2 separate regions of the Mus musculus genome follow, and region 1 is linked to region 2. Evidence: chromatin contacts called from public promoter capture Hi-C data. All regions are on one chromosome and are shown on one strand. The core of a region is the stretch at or near the end of the contact, and the rest is flanking DNA. Distances in the headings are between cores, read along the strand shown. Region 1 overlaps AU023762 (expressed sequence AU023762). Region 2 holds the start of Stac (src homology three (SH3) and cysteine rich domain).

What was found. Promoter capture Hi-C pulls out the DNA fragments that hold promoters and counts their contacts.
Region 1: a promoter capture Hi-C map of hippocampal neurons shows a contact between it and region 2, with 6 times the contacts expected there. The contact joins the enhancer-like site here to the promoter of Stac in region 2. A contact is called at or near these places in 4 of 39 promoter capture datasets (cranial neural crest, hippocampal neurons, liver and 1 more) and 1 of 9 other capture datasets (liver).

Annotation. Positions count from the first base shown.
Region 1 is chr9:113,511,439-113,516,716 of GRCm38.p6, forward strand. The region is part of intron 2 of AU023762 (expressed sequence AU023762); the gene reads right to left. Among named protein-coding and RNA genes, the nearest start is that of Gm36540, 45 kb to the left of the region's middle. Within about 2 kb of position 3,918, at least 11 of the 459 cell types and tissues checked have an H3K27ac peak or open chromatin away from gene starts, as enhancers often do. A contact at or near this core is called in hippocampal neurons, where this site is marked.
Region 2 is chr9:111,688,666-111,694,022 of GRCm38.p6, forward strand. Stac (src homology three (SH3) and cysteine rich domain) reads right to left here and starts at 1,683. Exons shown (of 11, transcript NM_016853.3): 1 at 1,333-1,683. The coding sequence starts at 1,443.

The sequences.
Region 1 (5,278 bases), core at 2,668-5,167, 1.8 Mb after region 2:
GTACCTACTATTATTAAATTAAAAACTGCTGAATCCGGCTGAGACCATTCACAGGTGACGATCATGATGAGCCCCTGCCCACGCTGGCAGATTTTCATCTAAGGTAGCTATGGCAACACTAAAATAGTATAACCAGGGTAGGGGCTGCTGGTTACTAATTCTGGCTCTGACACAAACAGAATTGGATCTTCTGTGTCCCACAATGCACCACTGATGGCCTGTCTGGCATCTTGTTTCTCCATCACCTAGCAATTAAAAGATGCCATGCTACTTAGATTCCAGAGCTGGACACTGAAGGCCAGCAAGATGGCTCAGAAGGTAAAAGTACTTGCAGACCGATTCAGATGACCTGAGGTCAACCTGCAGGGTGTAAGGGGTGAAAAGAAAGAACTGACTGCCCAAAATTGTCTTCTGACCTTCTCACATGCACCATGGTGCACACACACGGGCAGATACATACACATAATAACGATGATGATGATGATGATATGATAAAATAAAGAAAGAAAAAGCAAGGACATTCTAGGCAGAAAGAATCCATGACCTCAGCCCCAGACAGTCTAGACTCAAGGATAAGACCATCCATAAAGACATCTTCAGGATAAAGCTCCAACTTCCTGAGACAGGTCAATAAAACTTGAGATAAAAATTCCTCTAAGATGGGAGAGGCCAGTCTAGGACAAGAGCCACAGCATCCCCAGGGACACAGTCAAATACGTGTTGGTCTAACCCTGGGCTTTCCCAACACACTGTTGTGTTATCCTCTTGAAGAGATACAAACAAAAGTCCATCTGAGACACAGCACGAAGGTGTAATTCCACCTAATGCTAGCTTGCTGAACCAGGAATTTGGAGTAGGATAGATTACTCAGAAGAGCATAAATGAGATTAAACTCACAGAAGAATGGGTGTACTGGTTGGTTTTTTGGTCAACTTGGCATAAGCTGGAGTCTTCCAGGAAGAGGGGGCATCAGTTGAGAAAATGCCTCCCTCAGATTATAGACACATCTATGGGGCATTTTTTAATGTAATATTTGAGGTGGGAGGTCCCTGGAGGTAAAAGCAAGCAGGCTGAGCGAGCCTTTGGGAGCAAGCCAGAAAGCAGCACCCCTCCATGGTTTCTGCTTTAGGTAGGTTCTGCCTTCAGGAACAATTTCCTCTCCAAGTCGTTGGTTTTGGTCACCATCTTTATCAAAGCAATAAAAACAAAACCAACACAGAGGGCAATTGGAAACAGCTCTTACTACCAAGCCCCACCCTATCATGGACCACGACCTCTTGGACACTGTATCACAGAGCATTGTCTTCAGGTAACCTTTCATCCCCTGCACATTCTAGCTCCTCCTGCAATCCAATGCAGCTACAAGGAAGGAGGGAGCTGGAATTGTAACTGAGGATCCAGTCGCTCTCCCCTTTCTCCCTTCACTATGGACTGTGAGAGGCTCTGTTGCCATGGCCACAGATTTGGCTATCACCATATCCTTCAGCTATCTCATTGCCATGATTGCAGAAGCTGCACCACCTCTGCTCCCTGATGCCAAATGGGTGCACTGTGATGCTGTGACCTGGGTGCACTGTGAGTGATGCTGTGACATGGATGCACTGTGATGCTGTGACATGGGTGCACTGTGATGGTGTGACATGGGTGCACTGTGAGTGATGCTGTGACATGGGTGCACTGTGATGGTGTGACATGGGTGCACTGTGAGTGATGCTGTGACATGGGTGCACTGTGATGGTGTGACATGGGTGCACTGTGAGTGATGCTGTGACATGGGTGCACTGTGAGTGATGCTATGACCTGGGTGCACTGTGAGTGATGGTGTGACATGGGTGCACTGTGATGCTGTGACAAGCCCTCTATTTTAAAATGATTTTCCAAAATCAGCCACAACCAAGATGATTACTCATTTGATTTGATTAATGAAGTAATGCCTGGCAGTTCTAACCTGTGCTCTGGTCTGGAATTTTCCACCAAGGACCCATTTTTAAGTCTTTATTGACAGCCTGAGGCTCAGGGGAGAGGGGGTCGGTGATAGAAACTTTAAGGGGTGTGGTTTAGTGTAATGAAGTTAAGTGAGTAGATGGGTACCCATGAAAAGGCTATTGGGGTCCAGCCTGTACTCTCTTTTTGTGTGTTTCTGTCTGTCTGTGTGTCTGTGTATCTGTGTGCCTGTGTGTCTGACTGTCTGTCTGTCTGTCTGTCTGTCTGTCTGTCTCTCTCTCTCTCTGTGTGTGTGTGTGTGTGTGTGTGTCTTTCTCTCTTCCTCTCTCCCTCCCTTCATCCCTCTATCAGGTTTTATATAAAGAAGTGTCATACCAAAGGGGAACAAATGTCTCCCCTGTGCTAGGGTTTGGATGTGATTCAAATGTATCGCGTAAGTACATCGGGAGCTTGGGACATAGCACGGCAATCCTGGAGGATAAGACAGGGAGGTTTTAAGTGGTAGAGTGGACCTAGAGATCGCAGTTCATAGCACTTTCCTTGAAAGCAGAAAGAGCTGAGTTCTATTGCCAGGACCCATGTGGAAGGAAGGAAGGAGGGTGAGAGGGAGGGGAAGGAGGGAGGGAGGGAGGGAGGGAGGAGGGAGGGGAGGAGGGAGGGAGGGAGGGAAAGAGGAAGGAAGGAAGGAAGGAGGGTGAGAGGGAGGGGAGGGAGGGAGGGAGGGAGGAGGGAGAGGAGGAGGGAGGGAAGGAGGAAAGGAAGGAAGGAGGGAGGGGAGGAGGGAAAGAGGAAGGAAGGAAGGAAGGAAGGAAGGAAGGAAGGAAGGAAGGAAGGAAGACCTGGGTATGGTGGCAATGCCTTTAATTCCAGCACTCAGGAGGTAGAGCCAGGCTGATCTCTGTGAAGTAGAGGCCAGCCTGGTCAACAGAGTGAGTTGTGGACAGCCAGAGCTACATAGTGATATCTGTCTCAAAAGAAAAAAAAATCAGCCCAGGCAATGTAGTAGGCATGCCCTTACAATCCTAGGAAGAGCAAGTATCCTCTGGAATGGTGAAAGTGCCCCTCTCTCAATTGGGGTTATGCCCACTTGGACCATACATTTAAGTTTTTATCAAACTGTTCAAAATATGTACATTTTTATTTTTAAAAAACATATATCTCAATTAAAATAAAGCAGAATAGGCTGCAGAGATGGCTCAGAAGCTGCTCTTACAAGGGTCCTGAGGGGTTTTTTCCCTGCACGCATGTTGTAAGCATTAAACCACCTCTAACTCTAGCTCCAGGAGATCTGACGCCCTCTTCTGGTTTATTCAAGGACCCATACAGCTACAGCAAGCATACATGTGTGTGTGTGTGTGTGTGTGTGTGTGTGTGTGCGCGCGCGCACATGCGCGCGCGCGCAAAAATAAAAAATAAATATAAATATGTCTTTAAAAAACAAAATGATATAAATAACTTCGTAAGTAGAAATCATGGAGGATTTGTGAAGATTGGATGAAATCCTAAAGTCCACAGCAAGAGATGGGAGAGGACCCAGATTTCCTGAAACCCTCATTCTCCCCACAGGCAATAACTCTTCCGGGACAGAAAGCGAGGGCCTTGTCACGCCAAGCAGAGCCGGCATTTCCCGTCAGGACTCCAGAATCCGTGCTCAGCAACCTCGTAGAATTTGGGGTGTTCATTTGGACAGTGAATCAGGGCTCTTGGGGACAGGAGCCCTAGAGCAGCTCAGGATTTAAATAATGATGTGTCAAAATCTGCCTCCGATGTCTCAGATTTAATCTTCCTCGTGACCTTGTAGGCTTTCAGGATTATTAGAGCCAGCCACACAGAAGCAAAGAATATTAAAGTTGTTTGTCAAAAACCTGCTGCTTCTGTCAGGAAAAACTCCAGAACAGAGGAACATATGTGCTGGAAACGGAAGAACCTCCGAGTGGAGATGGGGAGGGGGATGATGTGATGTGCCGATGTTTGCCAAAAACTGCTCAGCTGAATGGGGTGAGCCGACAGCCAGGGTTTGCGGCGTTCACACGGAGTCCAGGGGCCAGCTCTTTGCTACACTTTCGGATTAAAATTATGTGTCCTCCATGTTTCCTTAGGATGAGCATGTCTGTCACTGCCTCAAATCCTTCTGCCCTTAGAAACCAGACTTGCTATTGCTCTGTTCGTGTTGTAGGACCAGCCAGGCGCGCGGTCTGGACCTCTGCCTCCTCGCTTGTCCAATGAAGTGGATTAAAGACTAATGTTAAAAGAGAGAAGTCTGGGAAATGGTTCTGGTGGCAAAGTGTTTACCTTGAAAGCGCAGGGATGTAAATCCAACCCTCAAAACCCACATCACAAAAAAAAAAAAAAAAAAAAAAAGAACAAAATGGGTTTCATACCCTTGTGTCTTTAATTCCCCATGCTGGGAAGGCGGAGCTAAACAGATCCACAGACCTCGGTACCCTGGCCTGCTGGGCAAGTTCTGGGCCACAGTGACATGCTTCCTCAGAAAATGTGGACTGCACCTAAGAAAAATCACCTGAAGCTGTTCACTGACTGTCGTGTGTGTGCGTGTGCCTCTGTGTGTGTGCGTGTGTGTGTGTGTGTGTGTGTGTGTGTGTGTATGTGCGTGTATGTGTGTCAGTGCAGACCTTCAGTCTCACCACTGACAAAGTAACTGGAAGGAGAATCATGAGTTTGAAGCCAGCCCGGGCTATGCAGAGAAAAGAAAACGAATTATTGCCATGAATTCTGCAGAAAGGCCTAGGACGCGCAGTAAGTTCTTAGTCGCATGAGCTGTACACGTTAAAGCCCCGGGCACTCCCTTTCCATCCACCACTGCAAGCAGATCTCAGACTACACCAAACTCAAATTCAAATGTGCACTCAGCCAGACCCATAATTCCAGCCATTCAGGAGGCTGACCATACGTTAAAGCCAGCCTGGAGGGCTTAGCAGATCTTATCTCCAATGTTTTAAGGTCTAGGGATCTAACTCCACGGTGTAGCACTTCTGTCTCCGCTACTAGAGGGAAAATATTCCTATATTCTAAATACTCCCCAGGGAGGAGGGGTTGATCAGCAGGATTCCACATAAGGTAAAGTTGCTTCTATTCCCAACTTAGTCCTGAGGACTCACTAAGGACAAGGCAGAGCCTAGCAGTCTCTGGGTTAAATTGACTTATTACAGCCTCACCACACCTGTCAGGCTCTGTGACAGCTTGAGAAAGCTTGGGTTCAAAGTGTTATGTGAAGGTGGTGTTGACAGGCACCTGGATAGGAGACACCCGTGCATTGCTCAGTTCCCTGGAGTCAGCAAGGCCATGGGGACAGACACACACATCTGCAAGAGAA
Region 2 (5,357 bases), core at 433-2,932:
CCCTCTGAAATGGCAGCTGGCGCTCTGACTCTCTAGGAGGGATAGTGGAATGAATTGCATCAGGTTCCAGGTAGAAAAGAGGTGTTTCGGATGTGGGCAGGGAGCCTGCTCTAGAAGCCTATGTAGTGTGGTGGATCCCACTTCCCTAGCTCTCACAGCAAAGGGACAAGTCTGTCGAGCTAGCAGGGTAGAGTTAGGCAGTCTCATCTATTCCTCAAATGGTCTTGTCTGCCTTTTCAATTGGATGTCAGAGAAGTTGCCACTAGTGCCCAGATGAGATAGCCAAGAGTTAAATTGGAGGGGCCAAAGCTTTAGGTCTTAGACCACCACCGTCTCTGGTGGTTAACTATTGACACCGAAAGCATACAGTGCCAGCATTCTGCCCTACGCCAGCGCCTCTTGAGCTACGATGCCGTCCAAGTCTGTACGGTGTAACCACAGGGTCTCACTTTTCCTTGAGCTGATGGCCCCCTAAACATGGATCCCTTTGTGGTATTGGGAGCGCTGACATCCCTGCAATGCCCCGGGTACCCATAGAGACCTCTGCACATCCAGGAGCCTTGCACGTAAAGGAATCTACGAAGCTAACAGCAACTCCATCTTATGAATTTTACTCTCCTGGCACGGTTGCCATTTGGCTCTGTGCTGTTAAGCAGCCACGCTTTGCTTGGTTCTCTTCCAACTTTTCCAAACATGTGCCTGGCACCCACGCCAGCTTCAAAGGAAGTATAAATGTGACAGGAGACGTGCTGCGGGGTTGCGTTTGTGTATATGTGTTAGTGTGACTCTTAAAAAGACAAGTGTTAAGTTCTACAGAGTAGCAACTTTTACAAGGGGAATGCTAACTTTCTTGCAGACCAGTTACTTATGTTCGTTTAATATATTTCTTTAAACTCTTGGTATCTTAAGCTAGGGAGGCACCCTGGTAAGTGAAGGATCCCTGAGCCCCAGGATGAGGTACACTTTGTGGGCTGGGTGCTAAAGCTATGCAAAAGAGTACCCTTAGGCTGTGTCGGTCTTTCTGCCCCCAGGAGCTACCCATACCCACTCTGGCTGTGGGCACGAGTATGTTCAGGGCATGCATCATCCAAACTCCTTCTCCCACTTAAGGAAGCCATCTGGGCACCAGGGTTAGGGTAAAGTGCTTGGGCTCCTAAGGCAGAAGCTCTGCAAAGGTTTGGGTCCGCGCAGCTGTCTCAGCATGAGAAGCAACGGGTCCAGTGGATCCCAGTTCTCTAGGGATGAGTCCCATCTCTTCTGGCACCCGGACCCCAGAGGAAAGGTGTCAGAGGGAAAGGGACTCTGTGTTTCCCCAGTGTAGGCGCGCTGTACCTTGGATTCCAGGCTGCTGGTGGACGCAGGAGAGGGCGGCTGCTCTGTGCCCGTTGCCTCCCCGGTCAGTCCGTCTCCGCTGTCCTCGCGGGCGCCACTTGGAGGAATCATCGTGGCCGGCCGCGGGAACTGTGTTGGGCTTCTGGGGGAACCGCAGGCTCGTGCTTGATCGCTCAGTGCCGCCGGGTCCCCGGGATGTCCATCGCGCCAGGCGGCGGCGTGTGCCCTGGGGCCTCGCCTGACCAGGTCCTGCCCACCTCCCCGGCCTCCGCCCCGCCCCGCGCAGCGCCCGCAGCCACCTCACTGGAGATCGCGCGCCTCTAGTCGTGACTGCCGCCCACCGCAGCGGGCGGGTGGGCCCGGGCTGGCCCCTCCGAGGACGGGAGGCGGCGGCTTGGGGCGGGGCTGCGTGGTCGTGCGGGGAACCCAGGGCGGGAGGGGGCCGCGCCCACTCCGACAGTGTGGGAGATCCGCGCTGAGCGCCCGCGCTGGGTCTAGTGATGTTCTAAGGAAACCGCTCAGCAAACCCCCAAGGAACAGAAAAGAGAGTACAAACAAGTGCTATGGGCCACCTTCAGCGAACCCTTCATCCCTGGCGGCCCTGAGCATGAAGAGAGATGTGGTGGTACTTAGCTTAATTTATAGTTCAGTGACAGCAGGAACTAGTGTGGGCGTCCTCTGACCCATGGGCACTGCAATTTCCAATGTTCTGCTTTGATCTAAATCAGGCAGATAATACACTTGGTGTATGGACACCTGGTCCCCAATTTCTCCTACTGAGCCTCACAGGCTCACTATGGGTTAGGCATGGTCACTTCCATTTATAGACGAGGAAACCTAGGTTTGAAAAGGGTTGCTTAAAGCCACTCAGCTATAAATGGCAGAGCTTTTCAAATCCATGCCATTTGGACTGGGGTGCCTCAAAGCTAAGCCAGGCTTAGAGGCTGAAAGAAGTTGGGCTTCAGGGCTGGGCTTGCATTTTAGAACCTGCTTAGACCGGTGAACTGGACCGCTTTACTCAATCTCTTGGCATGGAGATTGGCAGGAGACAGAGCATCACTGGACCAAGGCATAGAAGGATCCGGTTTAGTTTTTAGACACAACAGAGTATGTAGCCAGAGGGAATACTTCTACATTTATAAAAAGCCTTTCGTACATGAATACTAGACTCCCTCCTTATTTTTATGTCTAGAAAACTAAATTTATTTTGTCATTTGGGATTAACATGTAGAGTAACTGGGTCATTTGTGATATTTTCATGTGCACATATAAATCCTTATTTCTATCTACTCTCCTCCAGCTCATCTCCAAAATCACAAACATTACCCAGGAGGCTCATGTAAGAATATAATTGAGGGTTCTAGGCCAGACTGGGCTAAGTAATGAGTTCTAGATCAGCCTGGGCTAAGTGATGAGTTCTAGATTAACCTGGACTACATAGTAACAACCTGTCTTAAAAGATAAAACAAAAGAAAAAAGATATGAGCAAAAACAACCCTAAAATCAAACAAACCCTGTTACCCACCCCCACCCCTCACCCCTGTGACTTAGACCAACCTCACCAGTAAGCCTGGAAGGCCCCAGGTGTTCCTCCATGAAACATAATCCTCATCTGTTAACTGGAAACAAAATTCTCACTAGCTGAAGTTGCACCAACAACCACCAGCCTTAGGTAGACACAGACAGAGGGACACAGCATCGGATAAATGGATCTTTAGCCCATGCCTGCTTTGTGGGAGATTGTTTTCTAGAATCAGCTACATCATGAAGCCTGTTCTCCTGGATGAGAAAAGTAAGAGATAGGTAAAAAGACAGGCAGACAGACAGATAGATAGATACTAGACAGACTGACAGAAGATAGATAGATAGATAGATAGATAGATAGATAGAGGCAGGCAGACAGATATAGGTAGATTAATCAAAGCACACTCACACATAATTAGCCAACTGACACGAGGGACAATACAGGACTCCACAAGTCTGTGCAAATGTGAAGTCAGAACTAATACAGGGCCAAGGGAGTTTTCCACAAGAGTGAAACTTCCCGGGTCTTCTATAGAGCTCTGCCTTGGGGAGAAAGCATACCCTGGCTAACAATAAGAAATCATTCATCTTCAGGTTTTAGGGTATATTTTTCATTCTTTTTTAAAATTGAAGATGCTATTCTCCTTTTTAGATGCTCAGCTCTGGTTATCAATAGGATTAGCGATTGATAATGATGTCTTCTAATGGAAATAGCACTTGGTGCTGGGGTTCAAACCCAGAGTTCCTATGCTTTTTGGGTACATACTCCACTACCATAGCCATTTCCACTTCCTATTCTTTTTTCTGTTGCTTTGATTTGTAGTTATTTTCTTCTTCAATAGAACTCACTGTCTGTCTACCTGCACTGTTGCCCCACTGTTAAAGAACAGAAGTTAAATAATGAAAGATGAAATGGGAAGGAATTCACTAGAGAAAACCACAAGAACAAGGGTTTACTTTTGTTCTGGGATTAATCTTCTACATCAGCCTTGAGGAATATAGGACTACAGGTCTCTACTACCACACTTGGTGTGGGGTTGTAGGAAAGCTACCTCCTTGGACCTTACCTTTGGCCTACTAACATAAATGGTAGGTATCTGGTGCCTGAGGAGATGAATCCTACAGCAAAGTGCTCAACTCACAAGCATGAGTGCCTGGGTTTGATCCCCATAAGCCACGTTAAGAAGCCAAGATTGGTGACCCACACTTGTGGGAGGCAGAGACAGGTGGGTCCTTGGAGCTAGCTGATCAGGTAGTCATGCCTATGCAGAGAAGTTCCAGGCCAATGAAAGACTGGTCACAAGTGGAAGATTGGTCTCAATCACAAGGTGGAAGACACCTGAGGAAAGACACCTGAAGCTGTCCTTTGATGTATACACACACACACACACACACACACACACACACACACACACATACATACACATACACACACACATACACACACATACACATACACAACATACACACACATACACACACATATACACACATACACACACATAAATACACACACATACACACACACATACACACACATACATACACACACATACACACCCACAAACATACATACACACACATACACACACATACATACACACACACATACACACACACACACATATACACATACAGAGAGAGAGAAAGAGAGAGAGAGAGAATGAGCCTATTTCTTACAAGTAAGAGTTGTCTGTCTATGGCTTCTCAAATAAAATCAAACTTTTTTTTTCACTTTTTTTAAAAATATTTTTTTATTACGTATTTTTCTCAATTACATTTCCAATGCTATCCCAAAAGTCCCCCATACCCTCCTTCCCACTTCCCTACCCACTCATTCCCATTTTTTTGGCCCTGGCGTTCCCCTGTACTGGGGCATATAAAGTTTGTGTGTCCGATGGGCCTCTCTTTCCAGTGATGGCCGACTAGGCCATCTTTTGATACATATGCAGCTAGAGTCCAGAGCTCTGGGGTACTGGTTAGTTCATAATGTTGTTCCACCTATAGGGTTGCAGATCCCTTTAGTTCCTTGGGTACTTTCTCTAGCTCCTCCATTGGAGGCCCTGTGATCCATCCAATAGCTGACTGTGAGCATCCACTTCTGTGTTTGCTAGGCCCCGGCATAGTCTCACAAGAGACAGCTATATCAGGGTCCTTTCAGCAAAATCTTGCTAGTGTATGCAATGGTGTCAGCGTTTGGAAGCTGATTATGGGGTGGATCCCTGGATGTGGCAGTCTCTAGATGGTCCATCCTTTCATCACAGCTCCAAACTTTGTCTCTGTAATTCTTTCCATGGGTGTTTTGTTCCCAATTCTAAGAAGGGGCACGGTGTCCACACTTTGGTCTTCATTCTTCTTTAGTTTCATGCATTTAGCAAATTGTATCTTATATCTTGGGTATCCTAAGTTTTGGGCTAATATCCACTTATCAGTGAGTACATATTGTGTGAGTTCCTTTGTGATTGTGTTACCTCACTCAGGATGATGCCCTCCAGGTCCAT